2 separate regions of the Sus scrofa genome follow, and region 2 is linked to region 1. The links are chromatin contacts, called in public Hi-C maps. All regions are on one chromosome and are shown on one strand. Each heading gives the region's core, a stretch centred on a gene start, on an enhancer-like site or on the middle of the called end of the contact. The rest is flanking DNA. Distances are from core to core; before and after follow the strand shown. Region 1 has its middle 150 kb from the start of ALDH8A1. Region 2 has its middle 330 kb from the start of SGK1.

What was found. Hi-C and Micro-C count contacts between places; a contact is called where the count stands out from the background.
Region 2: a Hi-C map of skeletal muscle shows a contact between it and region 1, with 3 times the contacts expected there. The contact joins two enhancer-like sites. A contact is called at or near these places in 1 of 47 Hi-C or Micro-C datasets (skeletal muscle) and 1 of 2 datasets of contacts at active chromatin or transcription factors (alveolar macrophages).

The regions. Positions count from the first base shown.
Region 1 is chr1:29,204,440-29,210,317 of Sscrofa11.1, forward strand. No RefSeq gene overlaps it. Among named protein-coding and RNA genes, the nearest start is that of ALDH8A1, 150 kb to the left of the region's middle. Within about 2 kb of position 2,767, at least 18 of the 83 cell types and tissues checked have an H3K27ac peak or open chromatin away from gene starts, as enhancers often do. A contact at or near this core is called in skeletal muscle, where this site is marked.
Region 2 is chr1:29,415,614-29,421,552 of Sscrofa11.1, forward strand. No RefSeq gene overlaps it. Among named protein-coding and RNA genes, the nearest start is that of SGK1, 330 kb to the right of the region's middle. Within about 2 kb of position 2,823, at least 2 of the 83 cell types and tissues checked have an H3K27ac peak or open chromatin away from gene starts, as enhancers often do. A contact at or near this core is called in skeletal muscle, where this site is marked.

The DNA of each region.
Region 1 (5,878 bases), core at 1,517-4,016:
CAGCATCATATCCAGTAATGATGAATATCTGCAATATAATCCATAATGTGACACAAGGCATTTGTATAATAAATACTGAAAAATAGGGAAGCACGCTGAAAAGATGTGACAGTTTTACTTGTTAATGCCATTCTTTATCTGCAGCAAATAGAGAACATTTAACCTGATCAAATTTTAAAATTGCAGTTCCTGAGTGTGGTTGTGATGTATGTTTGACCTCTCCACATGGTGGCTTTATTAATGAGACAATTAAAAAAGTCCACAAGTTCGTGCTAATTCTACTTAAAAAAATAATGCTAGTGTTTTATTGAGAGGAAACAGGAGTCTCATGATTAGCTCCACATGGGTACAAAGTTATTAAATTTTTCTTAAGGTGCATATCAGGTAAGGGAAAATAGTCTATGTAGTTTTTAGTGTTTTCTTCACTTTGATATTTTCACAAACATAAATGGTTGATAATTCAGGGTACTTTGGGGTACACATACATATATACATATATATAAACATACATACATGTCTGTGTATGGGTTTAAGAGAGCTAGTCAAATTCTCATATTTTAAGATATCATGGAACAAGAACAAAATTCCTAGGAATTGGCTTTTGATAACAATAGCAAAAATCCACAGCCAGACATTCTTTTTCACTGTCCACAACCCAATCTCACATCATTATTCTTGTAACTAAATATACAAGCATATTTATGTTTCGGAGATGAAGCAAATTTGCCCAATCAAAATTTAACAATTTACATACATATTTAAGGTAATAATGCTTACATAAAGGCTTATCTATCTCAGTTTGCAATACACATAGCAAAACCCTTCTAAAAAATATTTAAGGGAGTTCCCGTCGTGGCTCAGTGGTTAACGAATCTGACTAGGAACCATGAGGTTGCGGGTTCGATCCCTGGCCTTACTCTGTGGGCTAAGGATCTGGCGTTGCTGTGAGCTGTGGTTTAGGCTGCAGATGCGGCTCGGGTCCCACTCTGCTGTGGCTCTGGCGTAGGCCGATGGCTACAGCTCCGATTGGACCCCTAGCCTGGGAACCTCCATATGCCTTGGGAGCGGCCCTAGAAAAGACAAAAAAAAAAAAAGAAGAATTTAAGTCTACACTTCTGAAAGTATTTCTTTGCTAAGAGGATTAAAAGATTTTCCATTTCTTTGCAAGAGAACAATTTAATATCATTTAAAGTTTGTTTTTTTTTTTTTTTTTTTTTTTGCTATTTCTTGGGCCGCTCCTGTGGCATATGGAGGTTCCCAGGCTAGGGGTTGAATCGGAGCTGTAGCCACCAGCCTACGCCAGAGCCACAGCAACGCGGATCCAAGCCGCGTCTGCAACCTACACCACAGCTCACAGCAACGCTGGACCGTTAACCCACTGAGCAAGGGCAGGGATCGAACCCGCAACCTCATGGTTCCTAGTCGGATTCGTTAACCACTGAGCCACGATGGGAACTCCAAAGTTTGTTTTTTTATTCATATTTCCTTTTGTAGAATTTCAGGTTTTCTAAAGTACATTACACAGCATGTTCACAGTCTTCTTTTTTTAATCTTGAGGGTAGTCTGTTTCCCATATTAAAAAAATAAGCCCAAATACTGTATCTACTGGTATTTGAAATGAGACATCAGTGGCTTTTAAAGGAAGTGAGCATCTTGATACTTGAGCTAACGAGTAGTTATTAATGGAATAGTATAACAATCACATTGTCATTTATACCGTTTTATCAACAATGTAATTTTTCTGAAGCTACGTATAAATTCATCTCTTTGGCTGTTTTTCCCCAGATTTTTTTTTTTTTTTTCCTTTTTGCCTGAACCAGAACAGTGACGACACCGGATCCTTAACATCCTGAGCCACCAGGGAACTCTTTCCCCAGGTTTTTTTACATCACAAATCTTTACTCAACCATGTTCAGTATTTTCCAGAAATTATTTTCTATCTTTGGAAGCACTGGGTATTTAGGATGATGGTTTATTGGTCCTTTATCAGCTCAAAGTTTAGTTGCTTTGTATCATTTCCCATTTTTTAGATCAGTTTTTCTAATGTCACCTATTTTGTTTCTTAGCACTACCATTAGCCGCTTAAATAGTAGAACCTAAAATAATGAATGGAGAGAAATGTCAATAATTATTTTCTTAAAGCCTCACATTGAATAGAAACTATGCAGTATAGTAATTATCCAGCCCAGCATTTATCAAATGGAGTACCTGTCCCATGAAATGTTAATAAACTCTCATTAAAAGAAGAATTTGACGGGAAAATTGCTTCTTGAAGATCTGTTCATACACAATAGCATCCTAAAGTCCTGAGAAATCCTGCACTAAGAAATCAGTCTTTGTTTAACGCAGTTTTTCTCAACTATACTTGGCCATAGAAATCATTTTCTGTGTTAAGATCCCCTGGAATGCTGGTGTGGTCTCATCACATATACATACATATCTACAGCCTTCCTTATACTTGAATGCCATGTCTATTTACCATGTGTGTGACTTGACTATTGCTCTAATCTGACATTCATCAAGTCCAGCTGGCCTGGCTCACCCCTGCTCCATCACTACTGCTGGACTGTCATCCCTGCGGGTCACTGACATCTGCTGTCAAATACCATCAGCAGTCTTCTTGGCTTGTGAAAAAAAATGGAGAAATATGGGAAATGACTAAAACTATGACTCCCATCTGCTTTTGCTGTCGTGCTGTCACCTCAGACTCTTTGTCATTGAGAGCGTGATGCGCATGAAGGATGTGATCTAGAAGGGCCTGGTCCTGCACTCCCCACCCACAGGCCATCTGGAGCAGGCAGGGGAGGTGAGCCAAAGATTACAATCCCGAGAGGTAGAATGTGCCAGTGATTATATCTCCTGGAAATGCATCCATAAGAACTCTGATTTGTGTTTCATGTTTTATAGGCTGTCTGCTGACCTCCCTTTACAATGGAGCCAAAGTATGTGTGGGTGTAATGTGAAACTAAGTTTAGGTCCTGCAGCCTGTCTTAAACCCAGGCACAGGGAAGAGGTGGGGTGGAAGCTGAACTTGTACTGAACTTGTCTGCTTCCTGTTCAGTTGGTATGAATGTGTTATTGAGCAGAAGGGGAAAAAAAAATCTTTCCATTGAGACTTAAATGGCTTGACTGAAACCTAACCTGGGTTTGCTGCTGCCATGACTTCCACGCATCAGTGTCTCTGTGTGTCCTTGGGGTAACCTCCACTAGCTGTTGACAAGCCAGGCTGTGTTAGATAAGTGGCCAAAAACCAAAGGTAAAGAGGTGATGGATGGGGAGGCTCTAACAGTGAGGACCTATATAATCCACTGAATTTCCCTGGTCACCTCCTTTGTCTGACCTCTGAATGTCCCTTCCATTACTCTCTCAGCTGTGAACTTCAGACAGATAGTCCTTCTCCTATTTGTTCAGGGCTTTCCTGGAACACCCCACTAAAAGTGTCATCTTGATGTCTCTGCCAGGGCATGGCTGTGATTCATAGATCACAGACATAAATCATGCATCTCTGGATCCTTCAAATGATGCTTAAAAGTGCCCTGCCTTGTGGACCTCTTATAACTCTACTGGATGGAATCTGACTATGAAATATTCATCTGAGAGTCCCTTCTTTTTTTTTTTAATTTTCTTTCCCATTAATGAGGAAATGATTTTAAGCACCAGTTTTCAGAACCAAATAAACTCGAGGAGGAATAAAAATAGCAATGACCTATTTAAATTTGGGGAGGGAAGTGGAAAAATGTTGAAAATTAGAAGTTGTGCAAATAGCTTGGTAATCTCTGGGTATTACAAAATCTAACTGTGGTCTGCAGACAATGCTGAAGGTTGTAGTAGCTACTTGAATGAGGAGTGAGCTTGGAATGTCAGCCAGCCTCAGTGCTTGCTTGGTTTTAGGAATACCACCTGTGAAATTGGTCTTGGTGGGAGGTTCACACAGTAATAAATAGCCTAATGAACCTCTTATATCCTCACACAAACTCAGAGCTGCCCAGGCACTTTCTGACAGTATCTTCTTTCCCTTCCGTTGTGGAATGAAAAGAAAGCCAGTGGAAATTTTCTTAAGTCTGTAAGTGCTCCTGGCACTCTATGTGACACAACCCAGTGGAACATGGAACTTGATATGGGATTTCCCATTCCAGCACTTACTCAACCAGATACAGTGAGACAGGCTTGCTGTAATTCATCGCTAGTCTTCTCTTTGGCTCTTCTTTCATGGCTATCATGTTATATGCAGCTTTATGTTTTGCTGCTCCATTTTCCTTCTTCACAGCTAATGGTTATGGAATCAGGTGCTTAGTCAATTTCCTAGAAATTTGGCAGCAAGTATAATGATCGCTCTTTACTCCTCACTGTTAATGTATTGAAACCCTTTCCTACTTAATACATATCTTTAGGGCTGTCTAGATATTTGCTTACCCATGCACTCGTATATTGGAGTGCATTTGAATAGGTCCATTTATCCAAGTGGAGGAAGAGGTCAGAAACCTACATACAATTCTTTATTCAATGATAGGTGTCAGCTTTAGTCAATTACTGTGAACAGAATGGAATATGGCAGGAGGTCACAATGTCCAAATGCTGCTCAGTATTCTTCCAGGTTTCGTGAGTCAAATATCCTTCGTCTTAAGAAGTGTTTGACATAAAACCTCAAATGTGGACGGGAACGATGGGAAAGAGTGAATGCCCGCTTCTCATCATAGGCCCTCGTATTTGCTTCACTTTCCTAAATTTTTGAAGAGAATTGTCCCTAATGTCAACTCCATAGCTAAGAAGAGAATGTGCCTTAAGGCAATGCTTATAATGGGCAGGAGAGTGAAACAGAGATGGGTACCTGGTTTCTTCTCTGAGCTCAGGAAAAAACATGTACAGCCTCATTCTAGAAACTGATGTTGGAGGAACCCAGGGACTGACTCAGTTTTTTGGCAGTGTGGGAAAAGCACCAGGCTCAGCCTTAAGAGGATAACATTCTTGTACTGGATTTGCCACTGGGTCCCCAAAAGCCCATTTCTTGTTTGTAAACATAAGGGGGTCCAGTGAAAATAGTCTTTAAGATTTACTGGTACCTGTGTTCTTTGCCATATCTATGTGGCTCTGTGGCAAATAGGGGTACAGTTTTTTTTCAGATTTTTTTCCTCAGTGATGAATCTATATTTTCTTCTAACAAATAAATTGGCATATTTTAGTAAAATATTAGTATTTTCAAGACAAAATAAAACAGATTATTGTTTCTGCAGAGATCAGAATTGCATATATAGTATTTATGTTGCCACACTTCCTCATTTCAGATGGGATTGAGATCATGCATATTCAAAGGCAAAGGGCTCTAAATCTTCATGGAAAGTTCCATGCTGAAAACACTATGAACTTTTGGGTGCTGATGAGAATTTCAGTCAGGAAGATCCAGTAGATATTGATCAGATAAATAACATAGATTTATAACCATTGAGACACAAACTCAACTTGAGCGTATTTCTCTAAAGTGAAACGAACTTCCATTTAAAAAAATTGATCTGTGCTTATCACTTGAAATAATATTTTCTTCCGATAATTTTGCCACCGTCCCCTTTTAGTTTTCTGTGTATAGAAACCAGCACACAAAAAATTTTCTGGAACTGCAACTTTGCCTTAATTAAAATCCAAGTATAATGAAATTTATTTCTACTTTCAGTAACCAAGAGAATTTTGGTTCCAAAATATATGAATTACACAGGGTGAAAATCAATCCTATGAGAAGGAAAACCTGTGTTACTGGCTTTTCTTCCCTTGACTTTAGACCTCTGTGAAGTAGACTCCACCTTCTCAGCTATTGCTGGGAGTCCCCAAGGGGAACTGTATAGGTTGTATTCAGTTTCCATGAGGCCTCCTTGACTTTTCTCCTCTT
Region 2 (5,939 bases), core at 1,573-4,072, 210 kb after region 1:
AGAAGAGTAGTCATGGGCCATGGCTTTAGGAAGCAAAGCTTTAGGAAAGTTGACCAGGGAAGCTAGGTTTGGAGGCAGTGGGGGTGGAGGAAGACAGTGAGAGCTCAGAGTTGGTAAGACAAGTTACTAGGTAATTAAAGTAGTCTTCAATTATAGAAGATTCTTAAAGAAAGTCAATTACATCATTTTCAAGTACTTAGAGTAATGGTCACAGAAATGTCACCTTTGGTCTTGATAAATCTGCTGAAGCCAAGACTTTAAATTGTGTGTTCCTAGCATGAAGATTGTATAGACATGGATCAAAGTAATACTTAGAAATAATTTGCTCTCAGATTAAGCCAACCTCCTACTCCCCAAACAGAACTTCCTTTTGTCTGTAATTTGTGTTAACATATCTTTCACATCTGGCACAAAATTAAACAAGACTAGTGTATACTCACATAACTTAAAATTCTCCATGAGTATGTTCTAGGTTAATGAGCATTTGTTACTCTATCAGGAGTTTCATGATAGAAAATAACATTAAGGAGTTCCTGTCATGGCTCAGTGGTTAACGAATCTGACTAGGAACCACAAGGTTGCAGGTTCAATCCCTGGCCTCACTCAGCGGGTTAAGGATTTGGTGTTGCCGTGAGCTGCAGTGTAGGTCACACACACAGATTGGATCTGGCATTGCTGTGGCTCTGGCGTAGGCAGATGGCTGCAGCTCCGATTAGATTCCTAGCCTGGGAACCTCCATATGCTGCGGGTGAGGCCCTGGAAAAGACAAAAAAAAAAAAAAAAAAGACAAAGAAAATAACATTAAAAACAATAAAAGATAGAAAAATGAAATTAACTCTCAATCCACTACTGCAATACCAGCTGTATTTCCTTTTCCAGATTTTGTTCATTTGCTGCTGTGTCTCACTTTATGATGGTGAAACTGTTTACTCATAACAAGAGAGGTAGTGAAATTGACTGTCTTTATCCCTAACATAACAATAATTATTCTGTTATAATTAAGTAAGAACTGCTGGTTTGTAGATGGCTCTATCATGGTACATGGACAATTGCTTTCCCTGACTCTGAGCTCCTCAAAGTAAAGACCATCCTGTTTAGGTTCTCGCACAGAAAGCCTGATTAAATCCAGCAAAATGGTCTGGAGTTTACTGTCTTCTGCTCCATCCAGCTGACTAAATGATAAAGGGTAACAGCTGCAGTACTTTCTTTGTGTGTGTCCTGATGTATCTGTGTTTTAATTGCCAAGTTAGACACTAATCTCTCTAGTGAGTTGGACAGGAAGTAGGTTGTTACGTCATGGAAAAAATAATCTACGTCTCTGCATACAGATTTTAAAGAAATTAAACCCTGGCTATTTATTACTAATATGTTTTTGAGATTAAGTCATCATTATTGGAAAGGAATGTTTTACTACTTACTCCACTAATATTTGGATGCAGCTACATTCGGAGTCTAGTTATATGGATTGTGTGTAATGGTTCACTTGCTACCGATAAGTCATTATCCCCAATGAACCAGATTTGCCTGCCTGGGGGAAATGTTCTGGGATGTACTACATTTATTTAGAAGGTTTTGGTTTGTTTAATAGCCCTTTTTAGCAAAACCTGAAACTTGAAAGTTGTCCAAATTCACTACCAGAATGTAGCTAGAGCTCCTATTTGGTGATGAAAGTATGAAAAGATCTTGATTCCTAATGATCTTCTATGTCTCAATTTATATAAAGTTGCAAGTACATCATGACCTTTGCTTATGAGTTACAGAAGCTGAAACAAAATTAGATAATGTTGCATTCAGCAGTTGAATACATGCTATAAAAATAAAGCCAAATTCTAAGAAAACCAAAAATTAATTAAAATGCTTGATGTAATTTCATCACAGTGAAGGTCCAATACCATTGTATCTGCCAAAAAGTTTATTTTACAGCAAAAATGATTTTTGTGATATTTTTAAGAAGCTAAAATTTATTTTCATCATTTCAGCTTTTATCCCTTTAACTGATATTCCCATGTGATGCTTATTCAAGAGTCAAAACAAAAATAGTCTACATGGGAAGAAATTGTTTTTATTGTCGTAATGGTCTCCACTAAAGATTAAAATGCTCATTATTTTAATCTAAAGTTTTAGAAGGAGATCAGAATTTTATAAAAAAATATTTTCCCCATGAATTATTTTTTCTTATGCCTTGCTTTTTTAAAAAGTAAATACTCTCTAACTCTGAAAATTTTTTTCTCTCCATAATAATAATAATTGCTAATGAACAGGAGGGAAGGGGGCAGGGGACAACTTTTAAGAGAATGACATTAATTAAGACAGTGGATTCAAGTCCCAACATGGATTTTGGCTGCATTAGAGTCCCAGCTCATGGGTTCAAGTTCCAATCTGAGTTGTGCAGTTTCAGCAATACTAAATGAAATTTATAGTGGAAAAATTTCCACAAAGGTTATCTCAGTATATTTTTATAAAGTCTTTTGAGGTAGCAGTTATTGTTTTATTTGTTGATGGGTCAGGATATTGAAGCCCAAATCCATGAAAAGTCTTTTTAATTCTTATAACAAGTCTATGGAAAACCCATAATTTGAGTTTGTGGCTGGCTTCCCAGTGTACTGTTCTTTTCATCAGCCTTGTATATCATGTGTTGATGGCAATGGAACAATGATTGAAAGTTCCCAAAAAGTTACCTTAAAGTCTTTTTACTGCTTCAGCCAAAGTATTTTGTCATAGTCAGATGTGGTGATTTGTGCTCACGTTCTTACTCTGCCTTGGTCCCCCAGCAGCTTTGCTTGGCACAGTTTTAAAGCTCTTGCTTATAAATGGAAACATGTGCCCTCTCCCATCTCCTGTGTCCACTCTCCCCTCATGCTGTATCCTCCCTCTCACCCAGATACTGCTACATTTAATGAGCTTACAATTATTTTTAAACTTCTTCCCATGAGGTGGTATCTTCATGCCAGCTGGAAGAAAGAATGTAATCCATCTTGCAGAGGCTAAACCATGGGTCATGGGAAGAGCAAGGGGATGGTAAGAAGGGGATATTTGATGGAACGTTCCATAGAAATGTCAAACTCAGTATCACATTTCTATCCAACTCCAGATTTTACAGATGCAAATGTTTGTGCTAGAACCAATAAGAGAAATCAGTTTGAGTTTGGAGAAAATGTTTCTCTCGGATTAACAAAGAAAGAGAGAGAGTGAGAGCAAGAGAGAGAAATGGAAGAATAGAGAAGAAATGGAGGAAGGAAAGAAAAAGACAGAGGGAAGAAAAAAAAGGAAAGAAGAAGAAAAGAAAGGGCAGGGCTTTTTGTGCATGCATGTTTTCCTGGTTAGAGAATCAATAAATCCCATCTGGCTAGTGGACTTTATTTGCAAATTCATATCAGAGGTTATTAATGGGTGAATAATGCTATGATCAAAGAACTAGAAAAGAGTATACATATATATATATATTTCTGTTGAAGAATAACCAAACTGCATGTGAAAGAACAATGTAGATAACTATCCAGTACCATGTGGTTGTTAGGAAGAGTTGCTTGAGGTTCCATCAAGGAAGGAGCATCACACGCCTTGGCCCTCTGGCATGCTCATCTCAGTAAGCATCGCTACCAGCTACTTAGGTCCAAGCCTGGGACCCACCAATGCTTTATACTTTCTTCTTTTAAAGAGAAGAGGGGGATAAGAGAAAGAAACCTCCTGACTGGTTGGGAGGTGGGAGGGTAAACCAACCAGTCCTCTTCATCGCTCCCTCTCATCTTTCTTCACTGCAGCTGTCTGACACATTATGTTGTGCCAGCGTAATAGCAACAGTAGCTTGACTCTTCCTTTCTTCCTAATCTAGCTATCAGGATCTTTCCAAAACACAAAATCCTTTTGCTTAAGGAGCTTAAAATCCTTGAATGCCCTGCCTTTGCCTCAGCATAAAATTCAAAGGCCTTCACCAAGCATATAGAGCCTTTTATGAGTTGACCCCTATTTAACTCGCAAGTCTCCCCTTCACCACTCAACCTACCTATTGAACAAATTTCCATGCAGTTCCAGAGAAGGCTGCACATCTCGTGATGCCATGTCTGTGCTCTAGCTGCTTCTTCCGCAGGATCATCTCCCCTGCTATTTCACTTGGCTGGCTGGGTGCAGACCTCATCTCTTTCAAAAGTTCACCTGCTCCAGCCTCCTCCTGGTGCCAGAATCTGTTTTAGATGTCTCTTCTGGGGCTCACTCCCATCTCACACTCTACTTCCCTGTATCCTGGCAACTATCAGAATCTGTTCACTTTTCTGTCTCCACACTAGACTTTGAACTCCTTCCCGGTACGCACCTAATATATTCCGGGCACAGGGAGGTGCTCACTTCAGTAAATCCTGGTTTAATGACTTAAAGGATTAATGAATTAAAAAATAACATGGTAACTGAAAGAAACAAAAAAGAGACAAGTCCATGAAGTTTGGGATGGGTGGTAGTGATGGTAGAGCTGTTTCTCTGTAGCATTACCTAAGATGGATAAAATGGCAAGAATCCAGAACTGGACTGGGTTCTAGTCTAACTTTGATCCTAGCAGTGTGCCCTTGGGCACTTAACTTCTCTGGACCACAATGATTTTTCTATATATACTATGAACCTCATAGGCTTTTTTTTTTTTGTGAGTTTTACCTGAAAACTGGATTCACCTCATGATGGGTGTCAAGCCAATAGACACAACCTAATGTCTTTGCAGTTAATGTCTTCCTTAAATCTCTGATCCCAGAGATCACTGTTCATTCTGACACTAGGTCTTTGCCTTTTTAAGAGTTTAATGTAAAAAAAGTAATACTATAAATAGTCTTTTGGTTTGACTTATTTCCTTTAGACTGTTTTTAGGTTTATTTATGCTCTGTATATTGTGTTCCATGATGATGCTTCTGGTATTTCACAGTATGAATTCACCAACTGATAGACATTCAGTTGTTTCTACTTTTATTGTTTATGAATAATGCTGCTATAACATTCATATAAAAGTCTCTATGTGGATATCTATTTAATTTCTCACTTCAATATATAGAAATGGGATTGCTGAGTTGGATGATAAAAGTACGTTTAAACTTGACACTGCCATACTGTTTTCCAAAGGGACCATAATAGTTTGGTCCACTAATACTATATGAAAGTCCAGTTGCTCCACATTTTTCATTGGCACCTGATATTGTCAATGCTTTTAATTTTGGCCATTTTAGTGAGTATGTAATAGGATCTCTTTGTGGTTTTAGTTTGCATTCTTCTGATGACTAGAGATATTGAGTATACTTTTATATGTTTATTTGCCATCTGTATATCTCCTTGTGTGAAGAATTTGTTCAAATCTTTTGCCAAATTTTTTTATTGTGTTTGTCTGCTTATATAGGATTGTAAGAATTCTTTATAGATTCTGGACACAAGTCCTTTGACAGACATATGCTTTACAAGTATTTTCTCTCAATTTACAGCTTGCCTTTTTATTTCTTTCAGTCTGTGTATCTAAGAACCTAAGTTTTTAATTTTGCTAATGTCCTTTAGCAATATTGTCTTTTATCATCAGTGCTTTCTGTGCCCTTTGGATTAATCTTTGATCAAATCACAGAATTTTTCTCCTGTACATTTATCTGTGAATTTTTGCTTGTGATACATGGTGAGGGTCAAGGTTAATTTTTTTACCTTTAATTATTTTTTTTTTTTTGGACATGCCCACTCCATGTGGAAGTTCCTAGGTCAGGGATCGAACGTGTGCCACATCAGTGACCCAAGCCACTGCAGTGACAACACCAGATGCTTAACCCACTGAGATACAGGAGAACTCCAAGGTTATTTTTTAAAAATCCATACAGATATACAATTATTTCAGTGCATCATTTTAAAAGACTATCCTTCCCATATTGAATTACCTTGGCACATTTTTAAAAAACCTATACTGATGGTGTAAGTATGGATCTATATCT